Regions from separate parts of the Mus musculus genome. Here region 1 is linked to region 2. A link is a contact called in public Hi-C data. All regions are on one chromosome and are shown on one strand. Each heading gives the region's core, a stretch centred on a gene start, on an enhancer-like site or on the middle of the called end of the contact. The rest is flanking DNA. Distances are from core to core; before and after follow the strand shown.

Region 1 (4,617 bases), core at 743-3,242, 65 kb before region 2:
AGAGATGTACCAGATACCTCCCTCAAACAGAAGCTATTGCTGATATAGTTAGATAGCAGAACTAGATGGTAGGACCTTATTGCTAATGGTACCACATACTTTGGTTATAGGACATGGTAAAAACAAAACAAAAACAAAAAACAAACAAACAAAAAACAACGGGACTGAGTTAGAAGCTCCTTCCCTCCTGACTGATATTCATAGCACCAGAGATGCTATCTATTCTGCCTGCTACAGGAGAATTGCTGCCAGCAGTCCTACTTGCCTATAGACCCTGTGTACTACACTATTGACATAGCAGGTGAGAAGTGCCAGATGATACAATAGAGGTATGGATATTATAGGAACAACCAATGATTTTACAATTTACAATGACTTTACAATTGTTTTAGCACCATGACAGCACAGAAGTGCTTCTTGCAAATGAAATGGAAGGCACTTGAGGCAGCAACCACCTGAGGGGGTCAATGCAGAAGCACACAGAGAGCTCAGTCTGGCTCCTTGGAGAACATGGATCCTTCTATTAAGCAATAACTTCAGTCTTTTTATTTCTTTTTTTCCATTTTTTATTAGGTATTTAGCTCATTTACATTTCCAATGCTATACCAAAAGTCCCCCATACCCACCCACCCCCACTTCCCTACCCTGTTTCCAGACCTGCTTTGGGCTTTAGAGTCCTGACACCTTTCCTTGTTTCTGTCCCCTGAAGATGACTCTCACTTCTCTAGAAAAGCCAGCCCTTAGCTGCTCTATGGCTTAATACTTCTATCTGAGATGAGTCTCAACATCTTCTCTTTCTTCCTTCCACCTTCTAAAAACAAATAAGTTTGATATCACAATAAAAGAGGCCACCACTCTAACTGAAGTTTCTGGACAAGGTAAAACTTTGCTCCCAATCAAGAGAGTGAGCTCTGAGGGCGGAGCACATCACGGACTTGATTGTGGTGACTGTGTTAGAAAAAAAAATATCAGCTGCAGTCCACTCTCACATTAACTAGTTTTAAAAGTATCATCGGCACAAAGAAAATGAAGGAAATGAAGGAAAGGGAAAGGAGCCAGCTTCTTTAGTTGTTTAAATTCTGAGAATGCAGCCGCCCTTTAGGTAAACGAAAGTGGGGGAGGGTATATACATTAAAGTCTTTAAAGCTGGGGAAAATTAAAAATGAATTCCTTTGTCATTAAGGTAAGTTTAACAGTGTTTGTTAAAAAACATTAATAGTGTCTCTTACACCCACTCCCACCCACATGCCCTTCCTCCCTCTCTGTCTCCTCCTTCTTCCTGGATTTATCTCTAATCTCTCACAGAGGACTGGGAAAGCACAGCTCAGCAGGGCGCTCATTATTTCCCTCACAGAGCAAACTGGCTCTCAGGGCCTTTGTCAAGGTCTTGTAGTGACTTGGCCATGTCAGTGTCCTCTCTATGACTTCATCTTGTCTTCTGCAAGCCAGTGTGCTACCATTCAGCTAACCCTCTATGCTCTGCTGTCTTCCTAGACACACTGAAGATAGACAATCTCTTAAGGTTCCTCTCTAAATGTTGGGTTTTGGGGTTTTTTTTTTTTGGTTTTTTTTTTTGGTTTTGGTTTTTAAATGATATTTCGAATTCACTTTTGTATTAGCTTTAGTTTGTTTAGTTTGTTGTTGTTTTGGTTTGTTTTTGTCTTGTTTGAGTGTCTGTCTGCTTTCTGATGTCATCTTATCTGAGCCTCCTTTGCTGAGCTACACTCTCAGCTCCAAGGTTTTCTTCTTCTAAAGCTCTTCCTCTCAGTGATGGTGTTGTCCCTCAGCAGTAGGGTTCTGCCTAAGACCCTGGCCTGACAACACAAAGGAAGAGGGCAAAACCTGAAGAAGCAAGCCAATAACAGTGACTAGTTAGTAAGGACTACTTTTTGACAAACCTCTGGGCATTGTTGGGAGCAGATGAAGTCCTGAGTGAATGAGTGTTGCAGAAATATCCAAGCCCTATGGAAATAGAGGAACCCTTGACCTTTAGCTGAAACCTCTGTATGCAGAAACTTTTAGCCTCAGCTTCCTCTTGCAAGATGACTGTTCCCCTACACAGACCTCCTGCCCAGATTGGCTACCCTCCCTCCTCTACAGCCGTGTACAATCAATGCACACTCTTTCCAGGTTGTTGCTGGTACATCTGCATCAGAGCCCACTGGCCCTTGAGCCCAGCTTTTCTGTACAGGGGTCTGTGGACCTGATGTTTCTTCATTACCTCTCAACCCTGGTCAGGTTTCCAGAGCCAAGGTATTCAGGTCAAAGCAGGGCATGCTGTGAGGGAGCTTCTATGTTGGGTGGAGGTAAGAAGACCATTCTCATCAGAGTGACACCATCCCATGGCCTGGGGTCCTGGGCTGCACAGGAAGGAGGAAAAAAGGGAGGCCACAACACTCTCTGCTTCCTGGTTGTGGATGCAATGGGACTGGCTGCCTCAAGCTCCAGCCATCAGATGTGCCCAGAGGGAATCCTGACAATATTGTATGCATTAGTATAATAGTTACCCCTATGATTGGGGGTGGGGTGAGGCAAATAACACAAGTGATTAATATTGAGTTGGTGACCCGGTCCTTGGGTCAGTCAATAGGGTCTGCAAGAAAGAGAGAGGGAGAGAGTGGTGACTGAGGGGCAAGAGACTTGAAGAATGAAAAAAAGACAGTCCATCTGATTAAGTCTCAAGTCTTCGTTATTGAAAGGCAACTATGAGTATATCAGCTCAAGCTGGGGGGTGCAGCTGGAGAAATTTAACCACAAGTCCAAGATGTATAAGAAAAAATCCAAGCTGTTATCAGAGTGTATTCAGGTGTGGTGGTCTTCCTGCAAAACCATTGTGCTAGGAAAACAAGTCTCCTCAGAGTGGAAAAGCACTCACCTGTAAGTAAATAGCCCAAGATGGCTGCAGAGATGATAACCACTTCCTGTTAAGAGTCGGCTCCCAACAAGTTGGCAGATGAGTAAGGGACAGGGAGCTGTAAACAGAAGGGGTAAGGGATGAGGGATGAGATATAAGATATGGAGGACAGAGCAATGAAGTAGTTTGGGGTAACAGGAGAAGAGAAAAGAAATGTAGTTAGGTGGCTGAGGGCAATCCCATCTGTCAGGGAACTGAGACAGACTGTGAAAACCAGACCAGCTGTGTTCTCAGGATACAAAATGAAAGGAGGGAGAATAAGGAGAAAGAGAAGAAGCAGATGAGGCTGGGGTGAAGAGAGGTTTCCAGATAAAATGAAGGAGTGGCCAAGGCCAAGGCCAAGGGTGGGCAGGGGTGCCAGCTAATCAGACACTGAAAGAGAGAAGGGGTAGATGCTTCCAGAGAAGAACAGAGGTGCCCAGCTAAGCTAACATTGCCAGTGAAGCACAGATAAATGTCAGAGGAGAAAGTGCCAGTGTCATGCTCGGATGGTGGCACATGAAGTGAAAATGGTGTTAAACCACAGTCAGCACAGACTGTGTAGATTGTTCTGGATTAATCCAGTCTCCTGCCATGACGAGGAAAATGAGAAAAAGGAGGGAATGCTTTTCACTCCAGCAAAGCAATTGACAAAATCCTTAAGTGCTTCTTCCACTGACAATCAACCCGGACCTTGAACTGAAGATGTTAATTGGCTGGCAATAGTCCTTGCCTAGCATGCACAGACCCCCACATTAAATCTCCAGCACCACTTGCCTGCAATCACAGTATTTGGCAAGTAGAGTCCTGGAATCAAAGGTTGATGTCATCCTCTGATAGCAATTTCAAGGGCAGCCTAAGCTGTATGAGAGACCCAGTCTCCAAAAATCCAAACAGGAATTCTAGATTTTATGATGCGTTGACAGTTTCCTTCTCAGGCCTAGCTTGGTTATTAATCTTCCAGATAGATCTCTACAGATAGATACTCCTTCTCTGTAGGCACATATTTTTCACAACCTACTTTAATAAGGGTTCAACCTCCCCTCTAGCTCACCACCCACCATAGGTAGGGAAAAGAAGGTTAGGATACAAGGGAAGTGGATCTGTTCAGAATCAGATCTTTTGGGGGGATTCCAATCTTTGTTGTTCTCAGTGGAGTCCACTCCCAAACACCAAACATGAATCAGTAGCTGTAGCCCAGTCCATTCAACAGACACCACACATAAATCAGCAAGGTCAATTCAATCCAGAAGAAACCATGAGGCTCGCCAACTGGCCAGAGTCCTAGGAAGCAGCAAGAAGCCACAGGAATCTCATGTGAAATTCTCAAGTGAGTTTCTCTCTCTGTCATCACCACAAGCAAAGCTCAGCAATACAATGTAAGGTAAACCAACACACGCATGTCGTCAGGGGAGACTAGCAAGCAGAGCAAGCAAACCAATGCTCGAGCTCCCGCTGTCTGACGGGTCGTTTTCATATTAACTTCTGAACACCATGCATCCTTTCATGTATTTGCTATAGCCAAACATCCTTTAATCTGTGTCTGCTTCAACAAAACATTCTTTCACCTGTGTGTCCCAGTAAAACATCAAAATAACCTGAGTCTCCAAAGAAACCAGAAATTTTCACTTTGCTTCTCCCTGAGAAATTCCAGATTCTTGTTTTCTCAGACAAAGAATTAGATGTAAACATATGGTTGCAGCAGAATCAGGGACAGCTTCATA
Region 2 (4,717 bases), core at 780-3,279:
TAGTGGTCTCCCTAGTAAAGGAATTTTTAAATATACTCAGAAGAAAGCTCATTTTATTAAAATTTAGGGAAAAAAAAAAACAGGGAGAGGCAGGCAAGCTGGCCATCCCAGCACATCCACTAAGAGGGAAATGAAGAAGACAGAAAAGTCTTGCCTTTTAAATACAAGGCAGCAGCATATGTCAGTAAGCGTCTGCAAAAAACAGTGTCTAGGCAGTGAGAGAAAGTTCAGGCATGTGGGAGGTCACTAGTGTCCAGGCAGAGAGAGAACACTCAGGCGTGTGTGGGAGGTCAGTAGCCAAAGGAAAAGGTGTGATTTTTTTTGTTTTGTTTTTTTGTTTTGATTTTTTGATTTTGGTTTTTGGTTTTTTTTTTTTTTTAATCTTTTTTGTTAAAACTTGGGAAAGAAGGCAGGCTTCCAGGTGGAGATGTGTGTGTAACTGCCTTGAATTATCATTAAGGGTTATTATTCTTCCACCTCTGCAGTCTTTTGTGACTCAGCGTTCCTAAGGAATAATCCCTGCTGTAATTTAGGGAACAGTGCAGGTTCAGAGAAAGCAACTGAGGTCAGTCACCCTTCAGGTGATCTTTATTAGCAGCGCCTCAGAGCCGCAGGCAGCCATGATTGGGCCTGGAAATGGGAGACTAGGAGAGGCGGGGCATCATGGCCATAGGCAGCCAAGAAGAGGGCCTGGGGAGAGGGGAAGGAGATGGAGCAGGAGGCCTTCTGATCTTTGGAGCAGATCCAAGGGTCAAGTCTCAACCCAGAGCTAGAGGAAGAAGTCAGATTCCATTTAAAAAAAAAAAAAAAAAAAAAAAACCAGCTTTTCCTTAATGGGCCTGAAAAAGCCCCTTACGGTTAATGGGCTGTGGGATCCAAAACTAACCATGACAGAAAAATCCATCGTCAATGGCTTCCACGCCTGCGAATGCCGATCTACATACCTAACACTCATCTAGCTCTACACGGTTGCCACAGTGTCTTGGTGTACACAGAAGAGGAAACGAACGTCACTGAAAGAAAATCTCTGGAAATAAACCGCAGTGACTGAGGCGACTTGCCTTCACCTGACACCAACTGGGTTCTTGTCCCGCCCTCCTCGAAGGATGGAACGGAGAGAAATCAAACACACCAAGCAGCAATGTGCTTACCTGTCAGTTCAGAATTAACCACCTTAACTGGACCCAACAAGTTAAAACGAATCATCACACGGGATTTAAATGAACCAGTGCGGCAGGTCTCTGAGGCTGGAAAGAGCTCCTGTCCACAGCTCAAGTCCAGAGTCTAAGATGCTGGAGAGGGACTGAGCTGCCCTCTTCCTGCAGCTTCTAATCAGTCCTGGAGGATGACTTGAGAGAGCACCCTCTCCGGGATGGAAGCCTTAGATGAGGGAGCTCCAGCTGGTCTGTCCCTGCTGATCTCTGAAGGCAGTCTTTGTTCTCCAACAAATGAGAGCTGGGAGCTAGACCTGTAGTCTTCAGGCTTCCTCCTCTGCAGAAAGCAGGAGTTGGAGGGGAACGAAGGGCAAGCAAGCTCCTTCCCACTGGTGTGCACAGATGGGCTTTGAAATCTTCCCACTGGTGTGCACAGATGGGCTTTGAAATCTTCCCACTGGTGTGCACAGATGGGCTTTGAAATCTTCGTTTCATTTCTTTTATTTCCTGTTCTATCACATTTTGTGTTCCGAGTTCCAAGCCCAGACCACCTGGGCTCTAATGGGCTCATTGTGGTGTACAAATAGGGTTTAAAAAGAAATGAAACAAATCAGCAAAGAGCTGTGGAGTCTCCTCTGGAAAAACCCTGAGCCCACCGCAGTTACTGAAAGTTCACGATCAGGTCAGCTGTTCTGGTGGCAGCTCTGTGTCTCACTGGTAGGGGAATTGATAAGAAAGTTTCTGAGCAGGCTGAAAAGACGGCTCAGCTCCTAAAAGCACTGGCTGCTCCTCCAGGGGATCCAGGTTTGAGTGCCCTCGAATCCTAAATCCTGGGAGCAAGTCAGGGACTGCAGTTCCAGAAGAATCTATCGCCCTCTTCTGGCCTCTATGGGCACTGCGCATGAAGTTGACAGATGCAGGCAAAACTCCCATACATCCACCACACACCCCACACATATAAATATACATGTATAATATGTGTACATACATATATACATACCTTTAACGTTTCTCTCTGTTCTAATTGACATGTGACATTTCAAGACTTCCATGCTTTCTTCCTCTGGGGGATTTCAGAAGGATGGGTGGGTGAGTCTATGGGTGGGTTCCTTTTGCCTGCACCCTTTATAGTTCCTTTCCTCTGACACTTGAGTAGAGCAGCTTTCAGAAAACTCAGTGTGGTATTGGTGAGGGAGGGGACACCTACCACTAGCTGAACAAATAAGTCTTACACCATCAGCACTTGTGGAGGCCCACACACTGCTGGCCCTGCTACAGGAACAGGAACCATGTCCTGCATGGTTCCTTTCCTGGTGACCATACAGGACACAGCACTCAAATAAATGTTTTCCTTTATAAGAGTGGACATGGCCGGACAGTGGAGGTGCATGCCTTTAACTCCAGCACTTGGGAGGGAGAGGCAGGCGGGTCTTGGAGTTCGAGGCCAGCCTGGTCAACAATGTGAGTTCCAGGACAGCTAGTGCTATACAGAGAAACCTTATCTTGAAAAAAAAACAAAAAAATAAAAATAAAAAAGAGTGGACTTGGTCATGGTGGCTCTTTACAGCAATAAAACCCTAAGACAGAGACTTGCCCATAACTATGGACATTGATGGATTAGATCTTTGCTTCCATTTTTTGCATGTAGTGTTGTCTGCATGCTGAGTTTTATAGCCTGAATGGCACTTCCATCATGGAGTCCATTATACTAACATCTGGAGGAATCCTGAATTCTGGGGCCCTGTTGCACTATCAGCAAACAAACATGTGATGTGACTTTATGATGAGCATCATGAGGCCTTTAAAGAGTATTCCTAGAAACACTGAGGGCATCATTTTAGCCCTCAGGGGCACAGCTGTGGGCATCACAGGGACCTGGAAAGGGGGTAATGATGGTAAGAGACAAAACTCTGATGACTCCTCATGAGAGAACAACTTTTATTTACCCACTGCTGTTGATACACGGGCTAGCGCCTTACTAGACAATCACTGCAAGCAGAGCTTGAGAAACAGTATTTCTGCCTCCTTCTCTGAGATTTCCTTCTGCACTTCCCTGCCTTTTGTGGCCTTGTTGTGCCCTGGAGGACAACCTCCCAGGATTTAGATCTTGTACCTGCAGTGTCCCCTCAGTCAGGGGACCACATCTAGGTCACTGTTTGAGAAAGGCACTGCAGGCCCTCTGGACCCCAACAATTCTGGCTCTGGAAGAAATGAATGGAAGGTTCAGTTCTTAGATACATGGAATTGGTATTCTCACACTGACCTACAGAGTCAATTTAATTCCAGTTAAAATCCCAACCAAAGTATCACACCATCCATGCTATATGCCACCAGTATATAGGCTGTGAAAAGCACCCCTCAATGAGTACCCCAAGAACACATTTAGTGGTGCCAATCATGGCTCCATGAATGAAGACATGCTGTACCAGACCATAGGCAACAACGTGGTTCCAATCATGCACAGCAGGTATGGAGTGGCAGGGGAGGTAGAGCTCCACAGTGTCCCCCTGAAGTTACATGCATGAGTCACTCTGCAGAATCCTGAGTGCAAAAAAGGAGCTGCAGGACCCTTCACAGACACAACCAACCCAGAGCCCTGTCTGCATGGGAGGTCTCTCTGCAGTCCCTATGTACTTGCAGAAACCTGATCATAAGGTCAAGATCAGGTTTGTTAAATAAATCGTCTTCCAAAGAGATATATAGAAGGTCCCATAACATAAAAGAGAAAACCTTAGAGCCCCTGGACCAAATATACCTTGAGCTTTATAAATCAGAGTTAAATTAACTTGTATCCTGCTACAAATCAGCTTTCCAATACTTGATTAATACCTGAGACAGATGGTTTGAAAGAAACAGTGATTCGTTTGATTCTAGTGTCAAAGATATCATCCTGTCAGGTGGCTTTCATGTTTGGGGGTCTGTGGTACAGAAAAGCCCATGGTGGGACATGTGTATTAAAGCAAAACTGTTCAAGGTCGTGGCAGAAGAAAGGAGGACAGGAAAGGGCACAGCAACCCAAAACATCCTTCAAGGGCAAGGCCATGGCATCCTAGCTTATCCTTGTTGAGTCTTACTTCCTAAAGCTGAGCATCCACTCACAGCAGCACAGGCTGCTTACAACCTGGCTCATAAGCTGGGTCTGGAAGTGCAATTCTGGGACCCTACAACTTCGAGCCTGAGTCAGAAGGTCAGAAAAATTTAAATCCAATCTGGGTTTCTAAGCATGTTTAAACCAAACCCAGGCTCCAGAGTGACACCCTGTCTCAACACTTCTTAGCATCCTGAAAAGATCAGTCCCTAAATTATGGGTTACTGTGACAATTTTACAAATGTTGTGCACTGTCATTTCCATAGACAACCAAAGCACTTGGCAGAGCTGTGTCAAATACTACACTGCCTTGGGCATCTGTCAGTCAGTAGGTCAAGCGTAGTCATTGCAAGAGGATCCCAGGGTTGAAGAAATTCCAAGTTTTGGTCACAATCTCTCACCAATGGAATCTGCACAAATACATCTATCAGTTGGGACAGCAAAATACTCACTGTAGCTTATAGGTCAAGTGAGG

Evidence for each region. A called contact is a pair of places that touch in the nucleus more often than the background predicts.
Region 1: a Hi-C map of the CH12 cell line shows a contact between it and region 2, with 2.2 times the contacts expected there. The contact joins two enhancer-like sites. A contact is called at or near these places in 1 of 39 promoter capture datasets (macrophages), 3 of 15 datasets of contacts at CTCF or cohesin (embryonic stem cells and hippocampal excitatory neurons), 64 of 484 Hi-C or Micro-C datasets (B cells, the C2C12 cell line, the CH12 cell line and 40 more), 4 of 115 datasets of contacts at active chromatin or transcription factors (PVALB interneurons, bone marrow-derived dendritic cells, epiblast stem cells and 1 more) and 4 of 9 other capture datasets (adipose tissue, embryonic tail, liver and 1 more).

Annotation. Positions count from the first base shown.
Region 1 is chr14:51,235,091-51,239,707 of GRCm38.p6, reverse strand. No RefSeq gene overlaps it. Among named protein-coding and RNA genes, the nearest start is that of Rnase2a, 19 kb to the left of the region's middle. Within about 2 kb of position 1,992, at least 19 of the 459 cell types and tissues checked have an H3K27ac peak or open chromatin away from gene starts, as enhancers often do. A contact at or near this core is called in the CH12 cell line and bone marrow-derived macrophages, where this site is marked.
Region 2 is chr14:51,169,978-51,174,694 of GRCm38.p6, reverse strand. No RefSeq gene overlaps it. Among named protein-coding and RNA genes, the nearest start is that of Rnase2b, 10 kb to the right of the region's middle. Within about 2 kb of position 2,029, at least 7 of the 459 cell types and tissues checked have an H3K27ac peak or open chromatin away from gene starts, as enhancers often do. A contact at or near this core is called in the CH12 cell line and bone marrow-derived macrophages, where this site is marked.